2 separate regions of the Sus scrofa genome follow, and region 1 is linked to region 2. The links are chromatin contacts, called in public Hi-C maps. All regions are on one chromosome and are shown on one strand. The core of a region is the stretch at or near the end of the contact, and the rest is flanking DNA. Distances in the headings are between cores, read along the strand shown.

Evidence for each region. A called contact is a pair of places that touch in the nucleus more often than the background predicts.
Region 1: a contact with region 2 is called in a Hi-C map of liver, with 4 times the contacts expected there. The contact joins two enhancer-like sites. A contact is called at or near these places in 1 of 5 promoter capture datasets (liver), 7 of 47 Hi-C or Micro-C datasets (embryonic fibroblasts, heart right ventricle, liver and 1 more) and 1 of 2 datasets of contacts at active chromatin or transcription factors (skeletal muscle).

Annotation. Positions count from the first base shown.
Region 1 is chr16:38,340,408-38,346,066 of Sscrofa11.1, reverse strand. The region is part of intron 5 of PDE4D (cAMP-specific 3',5'-cyclic phosphodiesterase 4D); the gene reads left to right. Among named protein-coding and RNA genes, the nearest start is that of MIR582, 240 kb to the left of the region's middle. Within about 2 kb of position 3,321, at least 3 of the 83 cell types and tissues checked have an H3K27ac peak or open chromatin away from gene starts, as enhancers often do. A contact at or near this core is called in liver, where this site is marked.
Region 2 is chr16:38,293,599-38,299,378 of Sscrofa11.1, reverse strand. The region is part of intron 5 of PDE4D (cAMP-specific 3',5'-cyclic phosphodiesterase 4D); the gene reads left to right. Among named protein-coding and RNA genes, the nearest start is that of MIR582, 280 kb to the left of the region's middle. Within about 2 kb of position 3,463, at least 5 of the 83 cell types and tissues checked have an H3K27ac peak or open chromatin away from gene starts, as enhancers often do. A contact at or near this core is called in liver, where this site is marked.

The DNA.
Region 1 (5,659 bases), core at 2,072-4,571, 47 kb before region 2:
AAAGGATCACCAGATTCCAGAATAATCTGTCCAGTCTAAGAGGTGGCATATTCAAAAAATACATTGAGAATCTGAAGAACTACCTTTTGTAAAAAAGTATAGTTTTCTCTGAGGCCAGGATTAGTTAAGGCCTACACAAATATACTAATTTTGATGCAGCTGAAAAAAATGAGGCAGATGACCAATTCAGTGGAAAAAATAAAAAGTTCATTTCCTAAATTCTTCGGGCTTTTATCCCTTTGCATTGTTCTTAGCTGAACTAAATGCAGGCAAAAGGTACAAAACATTTTTGCCTAGTAGATAGTCAGAACACTCTAGAGAGTAATTTCTTAATTACCAAATGACTCTATTTTACTTTATTTTTATTTATTTATTTATTTATTTCTGCTGTACAGCATGGGGACCAAGTTACACATACTTTTATACATACTTTTCCTTCCATTTTTGTGTAGTGATGGAAGTATCTAGACACAGTTCTCAGTGCTACACAGCAGGATCTCATTGTAAATTCATTCCAAGAGCAATAGTTTGCATCCATTAACCCCAAGCTCCCACAAGTCTATTCTAAGTCTATTATTTTCTTTTCTGTGGAAATGTTTATTTGTGCTGTATATTATATTCCAGTTATAAGTGATATCATATGGCATTTCTCTTTGTCTTTCTGACTTATTTCATTCAGTATGAGAGTCTCTAGTTCCATCCATGTTGCTGCAAATGGCATTATGTTGTTCTTTCTTATGGCTGAGTAGTATTCCATTGTGTATATATACCACATCTTTCTAATTCAATCGTTTGTCAATGGACATTGGGTTGTTTCCATGTCTTGGCTATTGTGAATAGTGCTTCAATGAACATGCGGTGCATGTGTCTTTTTTAAGGAAAGTTTTGTCTGGATCTATGCCCAAGAGTGGGACTGCTGGGTCATACGGTAGTTCTATGTATAGATTTCTAAGGTACCTCCATACTGTTCTCCATAGTGGTTTTACCAGCTTACATTCCCACCAACAGTGCAGGAGGGTTCCCTTTTCTTCACACCCCTCTAGCACTTGTTGTTTGTGGACTTATTAATGATGGTCATTCTTACTTGTGTGAGGTGGTATCTCATGGTAGTTTTGATTTGCATTTCTCTAATAATCAGGGGTGTTGAACATTTTTTCATGTGCTTGTTGGTCATCTGTGTATCTTCCTTGGAGAATGGTCTATTCAGGCAAATGACTCTATTTTATATTATCCTTTAGGAAACTAAGTTTCGAAACTGTCTAAAAGAGGCCTAAGAAGTTTGAATTTCTAATGCTTAGTTTATGTTTTCTTGATTATAAAACTATTATACCTTTTGTCAGCATTCAAATATTGTAGAAATATAAGATTTAGATAAAAACAGATGTTTGCTACCTTCCCTCCCCTTTGGTAACTGTTTTTAAGACTTTTCGTATACATAGCTAGATTTTTTGGGTGCATGTAAATATAAATTTTTTACTGAAATGAAAGTTTGCCACATGCTTTTCAATATTTTTTTAAAAAGTCTTAGCTATTTACATCAATATTCATTGCTCTATCTCTGAAGTTGTAAACAGAATAAAGCAGTTTATTCCCCATGAGAAGCCTGAGGTATTGGAGAGTATCCACAAAGATTGGGTCACTCTATGCCTAGTGTTGCCTGAGAAAGCTAACATCCTCCCCATCCCACCCTGAGGGCAAGTGGGTTCCCTCATTGGGGCCATGTGCCCTAGCAGAGCTCATGGACCACAACAGCAGGCAGTATGGAGTAAGGAACAGGCTTACAGTGATGTAGTGATCAAAGATTATGAGAAGAGAGGAGGCTGTGGTCTTCCTGGTCCCACATCATCCCTCTTTCTATTTTTTTTTTTTTTTTTTTTTTTTGTGGCATATGGAAGTTCCTGGGCTTGGGGTCAAATTCGAGCTGCAGCTGCCGGCCTACAGCACAGCCACAGCAACACAGCATCCAAACCACATCTGCAGCCTATGCCACAAAAGTGGCAATGCTGGATCCTTAACCCACTGAGAAAGGCCAGGGATTGAACCTGAATCCTCATGGACACTATTAGGTTCTTAACTAATCATCCCTCTTTCTTGCTGTCCCATTTTTTAGGGCAACTGTAGAAGGAGCTGTCAGTTGGGGTTCAGACCACCCTCTTAGTTGCCAGAATATCTCAGTGCAGATGCCAGCTCTTTAGAGGAGCTGTTCAATAAAACCGGCTGCCCAGCCCTGGAAACCTCCGGGAAGCCTGGGAAGTCACAGCCCCTTTAGCTAGGAAAAGCTGACGCGTGGGGGAGTCTAGGCACATAGGAAGTTGGGTGTGAGTGAGTCTGGGGCTTTGCCAACAGCTAGTTCATTGTCTAAACAACCCAGTGTGTGCTATCAAGTCATTTTTGGACAATAGCACCTGTGATGTTCCCCTGGTTAAATCATTATTCTCTTATGGGCTTGAATAGTAACAAAACTGACACCTTGGCATCACTTCTTGGTTTGGTGACCTCTGTTTAATTTTCTAACACAGTTGGTTTCTGCAGTACCCTCCTCCAAGTAATTTGATGCTGTTTAATCCTGCCATGTCTTTCGCAAAGGCAAGATAATAAAAATCCTTTTAATTAGCATATAATTTGCCTATTTTATTTTATAGAGAATTGTTATAATTTCATTAAATGAATTTTACAATAAAATTCTAATCCATTTTCTTATGACTTTTTATATTTTATGTTCCTTTCCAATTCATATCTATATAGCATACATGTTTGATCAGTATATGTGTGTATGTGTGTATATATATATATATATATGTATATATATATATATATAATTTTATTCTGTGTTTTTTTCACTTCTGTTTATTTTCTTAATGCTTTTCTATATTGTTTTCACATAGTCACCATTTTCCATATTTAAGGCCTTCCCTATTCAGGTATCAAGTATTATATTATAAGGCAGCTCTAGTTGTTAGAAAGCCTCCCCTTCCACTGATTTGAAATTTGCCCAATTGTAATTCAGCTGTTGTTCCTAGTTTGGTGCCTTAGAGGGATCACTGCCTGGCTTCACATGGTCTGGGGACACAGAAATTGTATATAAAATTGTGTACAAATGTGCTGTCTTCTGGAGAGTGTGTCCATAGCTTCAGATGGTGAGAGTTCTAAGAGTAGTTAAGAACCTCACAGGACTTGTCCACTCTCCTTCCACCACTGAAACAATTGATTAGACTGAATAAATTAAGTGGTATCTAATCAGGACCATAAAGCTAATTAGATTTTTGGACTACTAGAATCTAGCTACCTTTGGTGTAGGAACATAGGAACATCTGACTAGCAAACTGTTACACATTCCTGTTAGATTGAAACCTTGATTGTACATTAATTTCACCCTTGTAATGTTAATGATACTGATGCCTGGCCCCCACTAATGAGATTTTGATTCTATTAAATGGTCTGGGTAGGGGTCAAGTCTGCAGCTAAAGATGAGAACCAATGAATCTGAAGCCCTAATAGATAAGACATGAGATAGATAAGTGCTATTGAAACTATCAAGACAGGGAAAAAACAAATCTAGGCACTCACTTCTATTTTGTCTCTGTAAGAGTATTTTTACCGACCAGAATGAAAATTCACCCCCACTAAGTGAATACTTTTAAAAATTAACCTTGTCTTTTGAAACACCATCGTTTAAACTTTAACACAATATTCTCCTCAAATTACTTAGATATGAAGTAAGAGATCTTTCTGCTTTGATAACAGTGAAACTAAAATAAGAATCCAGTTTAGAGAGTCATTGGAGAACAGTTTTCATTCTCAAAGAGCAAATTAGGCATTGACTTAATTCATGATATTCATTACAAATTCAGTCCTGAAGGAAAATATGCATTACTTACTTATATTAAGATAAAATAAACTATTATTAGCAAACAACTTTATAGCTAATTTCTCTAGTTTACCATGTTCTGAATCCCATTCAAATTATGCCTTTTCACATTGCTAGTAAAATAGAAGATTGGTGAAGAAAACTGCCATCTTGATGAGAAGTTTTACATAACTGAAAGAGATCAGGTTTCATTGCAAATCTGGAGTATTAAAACAGGCAGAAATATGCCAGCTAAACTTTATTCATTCTTATGTATGCCATTATATTTTGGCAGGGGAGACATTGAGGACTTATTATGCCCAGAAATAGTTATAGATTAACAAGGTGCCAATTTGGCTGTATTTTCTTTCTCCAATTTAATTAACTGTCCCCTATTTGACTGCTATTCCATTTTTTAAAGCTAATGCTGGAATTCTCTTGTGGTGCAGCAAGTTAAGGATCCAGCATTGTCCCTGCAGTGGCTTGGGTCACTGCTGTGGCATGGGTTCTGTTCCTGGCCTGGGAACCTTCATATGCCACAAGCACTGCCCCCCCAAAAAAAGAAAGAAAGAAAGAAAGCTAATTCCTATTCTTCAGTTCCATGGGACACTTTCAGTCTGATTTCCCCAATCAAGAAAGGATCCCTTAGGTTCAGTCACAAGGTCCTCTAGTTGATTATTATTATTTTATAAATCTGATTTTAACTTTTATAAACCTTTCAAATTAAACTGATTATTATTTAAACATATAAGACTTTATGCAATAAAAAAATAAAACCCAAAAAAGTGGAAGATGTCAACGAATTATTTTAGGAGTCCTTGGAACACCAGAAGAGTATATTATATATAAATCTGATATTTGTCTTTACCAAACCGATTTATATTTTTGTGTGTGTTTAGAGTCAGCCCACACCTGTATAATAGGTATAATGAATTATACCTATTAAATTCACTTCTTCTGAAATTTGCAGTGTTTCTCTTTTCTTAGTTGAGTACTGTTCAATAAAGTCTTGAATGATAAAGGGAGAACTTATAATGGTAGTTGTCAAAAAAGGTTTAACTAAGAAAGTAAAGTCTAGGCTGAACTCATAAACCTCAATTATGAGTAGAAACCAGTCAATGGAGAAGGAGCAAAAAATATTCTAGATCATGTAGCAAGGAGAGAGGAAAAGTGACACATGTGGATGACGGGAGTGCGAAGTATAAGAGGGAGGAAGGGAAAGAATATAAAAGGGCTTTCAAGCTTTAAGGATTTTGAATGCAAGCCAATTAGAAGACCTTGCAGTGGAATGATATGGCATTTGTGTTTTCTAAAGTCAGTGACTACAGTGTATAGAATTGTTTGGAGAAGAGGCAAAGGATCATTTAGAAGACTGGTGCGGACAGTGGAGTTTTGGTAGAATAGAATAATGGCATGGCAACAGAGAAACATGAACAAGTTTGAAAAAAATCATGAAAAGTGTAGTCTGAGTGTCTTGGTAACTCATAATCTCTGGAGACAAGGTTGAAGAAAGAGTTAGTATATGTTATCCCCATGCTACCAATTCTTCCTCCCCTCAGTGGTTTTACCTATGGTAATGGTTAAGATTGATTTTGAAATTGGTGAGTTTGTTTCTGTTCTATAATTAAGTTCTTTTGTGTCATTTTTTTGGATTCTGCATATAAGTGATAGCATATGATAATTATATTTCTCCATCTCACTTACTTCATTCATTGTGATGATCTCTAGGTCCATCTGTGTTGACGCAGACGGCATTATCTTATTCTTTTTTATGGTTGAGTAATATTCCAGTATATATATATGTCCTACATC
Region 2 (5,780 bases), core at 2,214-4,713:
TGCCTTAGTTTCCTCATCTGTTAAATGGGGATAATGATGGTACCTACATCAGACAGCTATTATGACGATTAAATTAAATTATACCAATTATATATATAAAACACTAACACAGTACCTGGGATGTAGTGACGCTCAGCAAACAAAAGCCTTTATTGTTACTTTTTGTTGTTGTTGTTGTTTGTCTTTTTAGGGCCACACCCGTGGCATATGGAGGTTCCCAGGCTAGGGGTCTAATCGGAGCTATAGCTGCTGGCCTACGCCAGGGCCATAGCAATGCCAGATCCGAGCTGTGTCTGCGGCCTACACCACAGCTCACAGCAATGCTGGATCCTTAACCCACTGAGAAAGGCCAGGGATGGAACCCGCAGCCCCATGGTTCCTAGTTGGATTCATTTCTGCTGCGCCATGACAGGAACTCCTTTATTTAATTTATTTTTTTTACTTTTTGTTATTATTACTGTGTTGTTATTATGATATGTCTTTATGATTTGTAACATTATCAACTCTAAGTGTTTGACAGAAGTAAATGTCTCATCTTTTGAATTTGTAAAGTAGGTAGATACCGGACCAGATACAGAAATATAAACTGTTTTTGCTCCAAATCTGTTTCCCTAACCAGCTGGATATCCTACTGTCCAAGAGTCAAGAATCAGCCTGGCTAACCTGAACTCACCTTTCCCCTGCAGGGCAATGCTCTTTTACCATTTATGTAAACTCAGTACCTTAGAGTCATCTGTGAATCCTCCTCTCTCTCATCACCCAGGTCAGTCAGTCATTGTCAAGTCCCTCAAAATTTTCAGTAAAAACTCATGCTTTCCTACCTTTTCCTTTTCACTGCCACGACCCCCTCCTCTTGCTGGAGAGCTGCAGTGATCTCTTGTTTAACAAGTGGGAGTCTCCGTTTCTAGGCTCTAACCATCACATTGTGCCTGTTGGATGCTTTGGAATTAATCTTCTGAAAGTGTATTTTTTTATGTAATTCCGCTAATCAAGTCCATTCTTCATTGTCCATAACTTCCAGAATAAATTCAGCTCTGCTACGAAGCCTTTCCCAACCATTCCTGTGCCCATGGTAGGTGACCCTAATGATGATCCCTTCCTGTGTCACTGTGTCCTCCTCTCAGACTTCTGCCACAGCTCCAGAGCATTATTCCATGTATTGGGGTGAGTGGACTCTGAGCCCCACAGAAACAGAGACCATTGCTCAGTTTGTGTTTTGTTTTTGTGTTTCCTTGTTTGTTTTATGTCTTGATATGTCCACAGTGCAGCACAGTGGTTCCTCAGTAAATTTTTTGTGTGTTTCTTTGTTTGTTTTATGGCTTGATATGTCCACAGTGCAGCACAGTGGTTCCTCAGTAAATTTTCATTTGCTATATGAGCTGTCAAATGACACTCCTATTTCTGGCCTTTAAGGCCTCTAAAATTAGCCCTAATCTACTATTTTGGTTCTGTCTTTGGTTTTTCATCCACACAGTTTATCTCTAAACAAATTGGTTAATAGCATCTCCCGGATAGGCCTTCTATATTTCCATGTCCACACCTCAGCTCACCATTCCCTCTTCTGAAGTGTCCCCTCTCCTCTTGACCTGTACAAATTCTTCCCTTGTTTTCAAGACCCAGATCATCCCTCTACCATGATAATATCCTCAGAGCATCAAGCCCTCCACCATGTTGCAGAGTCAGGACTGCATGGCCTCAAGGAAGAGGACCTGGCCTGGGGGCCAAGTGGATCTTTTTGTTTTTGTGACCAAGTTGCCTGCCTTCTCTAAACCTCACATTTTCCCTCCATGTAATCAGAGTAACAAAGCCTAGGTTTCTGGGTTGTCTTGACTATTAAGACTATCTACTAGCATGCACTGAGATTTTAGACAGAATATGGGAGTTCTGTTATTTTCAGTATGATTATAGGGCATCTAATCATGCAGCTTTCGCAATCTTTTCTGTGTATGTGTGTGTGTGTGTGTGTGTGGGATTTCAGTCATTTGAATTACTCTACTGTATATACATGCTGTATTCCAAACTAAACTGTAAGTTTCTGGGCTACTACGAGCACTTAGTTGGATTTATTTGGACACAAATAAACAGATATATATGTGGATATTTATAGGTCTTAAAGTAGAGAAGGATGCTTTCCTGTGTGTTGACACATTTAGTCTTCCAAAGAAAGCACCATTCTATGAGGAAGTTGATAATAATCCCTCTTTTATCTAGGAAGAACTGAGAATTGGAAAGTTTGAGTCCCTAGCAGATCAATCCAGATCTTGGTAGAAGCAGGAGAGTCAAACAATGTTTACGTATCTTTCCCAAATCTATTTTATTTTACTCATTTCCACGTTTCACATCTGCAAGATTCTCTGCCTAGATCTATCTATATAAACACACACACACAACCACCTGTCTATTTTGATCTACGTGCAGCTGCATCCAGGTTCAGGGATTATGGAGGGAGGCAGCTGCAGGAAGGACACTGCACATTGTGGGAGGCACATGAAGGACTCCTCCAACAGGATAGCCATGGAGTTTTTTGTTAGGCCACCCAGCAGCACTGTCAGAAATGACAAGTGATGCTTGAATTCCTTTTCTTACAGAAAAAGAATAAGAATAGTTTATTGATAAAATCATTTGATACATATATACATAACATATAACAACTGTTGCTGCAGAAAATGGCATTCTGCCTGGAAAGTCCTAAAATTTAGGTTTTTTAAAATTTATTTTAAGTGCTCTCTAATATTAGCAAAGTTTAAGATTGGCTGAATATCACATCTGAAGCATGATACAATACCAGTGATGCCAAAATATAGAAAATTACCTATGAAAGTCACAGAATATAAAAGATAAAGAAGACCTTGTATAAATTATCATATTAAGATTAATCTTAATATTTTAAAAATATTATTAAATTTATTTAAAAATATTATTTTATTTTTAAAAATCCCATATAGGAGTTCCCTGGTGGCACAGTGGGTTAAGGATCTGGCATTGTCACTGCTTCCGCTTGGGTCACTGCTGTGGCACAGGTTCAGTCCCTGGCCTGGGAATTTCCATATGTCCCAGGCAGAGCCGAAAAAAAAAAAAAAAGAAAAGAAAAAAAATCCCCTATAACCAGTAGAGAGGGGTCAGGGAGACATATGCACAGAACATTCTAGAGATATCATGTGACAATTTCTCATTAAGGAATCTGAGGTTAAACAAAAATTGGTCCTCATATTTTGGTAGGGAACAAGGATAGCTTATTAATATGTGAAATGATCAATTACTTACTGCTTTATACTCATGCTGCATGCATTTCGTGTAGACGATCAAGGCAAAGATTGCCAGTGCAAAATAACAACCTCTCATTGCTTAAGTTTAATCATTAATCATTACTGTTTCCCATGGATCAATACCCCTCAGAAGCAAGAGGTGTAGCCGTGCTCTTGAATTCCATGTGTTTGCCGAGTGTGAAAAGCAGTGAGCAAGACCTGTTGGACCTTTGTCACATGCTGCTTTGTCATGAGCTCTTCTTAGCTCTTCTCTATAAATGGTCTTCCCCTGACCCCGTGCTCTTCAGCCTGCCCTGAGAGGGTAGATGTAATGTGGGTATGTAAGTATAGCATACCCACATTACCTTTTAATGTTGTTCAATTCTGGTTTTTGTTTTTTTTTTTTTAAATGGCTGCTACCACGGCATACGGAGGTTCCCAGGCTAGGGGTCAAATTGGAGCTGTAGCTGCCAGCCTATACCACAGTCAACAGTAATGCAGGATCCAAGCCACATCTGCAACCTACACTACAGCTCACGGCAATGCCAGATCCTAATCCACTGAGCAAGGCCAAGGATTGAACCTGTGTCCTCACGGATGGTAGTCAGATTCATTTCCACCGAGCCACGACAGGAACTCCTGTTCAGTTCTTAACACTCTTCTTCAACTGAGAGTGGAGCTGTTATATTCCCTGAAATGAAGTAGTGGTAATCAAAAGTAAGAAAAGTAAGACAGCCTTTCTAAGTGTGTGACTTCTGAGTAATAAAAGTGACTTTTAAAAAAATAAAAGCATGAAATATGGCATTAAAGTAAAAAATGAGATATGTTAGTACCCCCTTGAAAGCATTCTATCACATTTTTTCAAAAGAAGCCTTATTAAGGAGTTGATAAATATTTAGAATTTTAAAACATTCTATAAAAATGTTTCACAGAAACATAAAGCCTCCTGCTCTCAATGAAAACCTCTCCTGTTCAGAGATTGGGTCTGATTTACTTTTGTATTCCTCATGCTGCTAAACCAAAAACTTACAAAAATAGATACGTAAGAATTGTTATTTAATAAGTGAGTGAATGAAGTAATGGAAGAGGTGCTATTTCATGGAGAACACTATTAATTTTGATAGATGAGCCTGTTATATTTAAGTAGAGGGATACAGGATTTTTTAAAATCCTCTGTCTTTTTTAAAAAATTGAAGTATAGTTGATTTACAGTATTGTGTTAGTTTCAGGTATACAGCAAAGCGATTCAAATATATACACACACACAAATATATATGTATACATTCTTTATTTTTCAATTCTTTTCAGTCATAGATTATTACAAGATATTGAATACAGTTCCCTTTGCTATAGAGGAAATCTTTGTTGCTTATCTATTTTATATACGTTAGTGTGTGTCTGATAATCTTGTACTCCTAATTTATCTCTCCCGCTTTCCCTTTGGTAACCATAAGTTTGTTTTCTATATCCGTGAGTCTGTTTCTCTTCAGGATACAGGATACTTTCAAGATGTTTAGAGTAGTGTTAGGAATTTTTTTTTTAATTTTTAAATTAAAAAAATTATCTTTATTACAGGATGAATTTTGTCCCTTCAAATTTCATATATTTAAATCCTAATCCCCATTACCTCAAAAAGTAACTGTATTTGAAGGTAAGATCTTTAAAGATGATTAAGTAAAGGTAATTAAGTTAAAAGTTTAGGGTTGGCTGCATCCAATATGACTTGTGTCCTTATAAGAGAAAAATTGAAAACACAAAGAGAAACACTGGCCATGTGCACATACAGCAAGAAGGTGGCTGTCTGCAAGCCAAGGAAAGAGGCTGCAGAAGAAGCCAAGCCTGCTGACAGTTTGATCTTGGACCTCCAGCCTCCAGAACTGTGAGAAAATAAATCACTGTTGTTTAAACCACTCAGTCTGTGGTGTGTGCTATGGCAGCAGGAGGAAACTAATCCAACCTTTTTAAATTGCTCCCTTTGAAAATCCTCTCCTAAAAGGATGGTGAGGGAATAGAAAGGAATTACCAAATAGAAGAATACAAATCCCCAAGAATAGGAGGATGAGAGAGGAAACAACTGGAGATGAGAGAGCAATATTTTAGAAATGGAAAGTAGAGAATTGGAATTAGTAAAGCTAAGAATGCTAATTACAAAATGCATACAGGGGAGGGTATCAGGAGAAGCAAGCAATTCCCTTGTGGAAATCTGGAAATACTTAGGAATTAGGGAACCAAGTATTCTTAAAAATAGTGGTGATTGCTGGAAAATCTGCACTTCCACAGGCCCTCCTCTCACCCTGCAGAGCTAGGAGACCAATTAACTCCATCCTCATTAGAACATAGGAAATTTACTCTATGAAAAAATTAAATGAGAGCTTTAGACTTGGAGATACCAGGCACGGTGGAAGATATAAGATTAAATAGAAGTCAACCAATTGGACCATGATTGAAAATAATATGAAAAAAAGAATGTGTGTGTGTGTGTGTGTGTATACATGTATATGTGTGTATGTATATGTGTGTGTATATACATACATA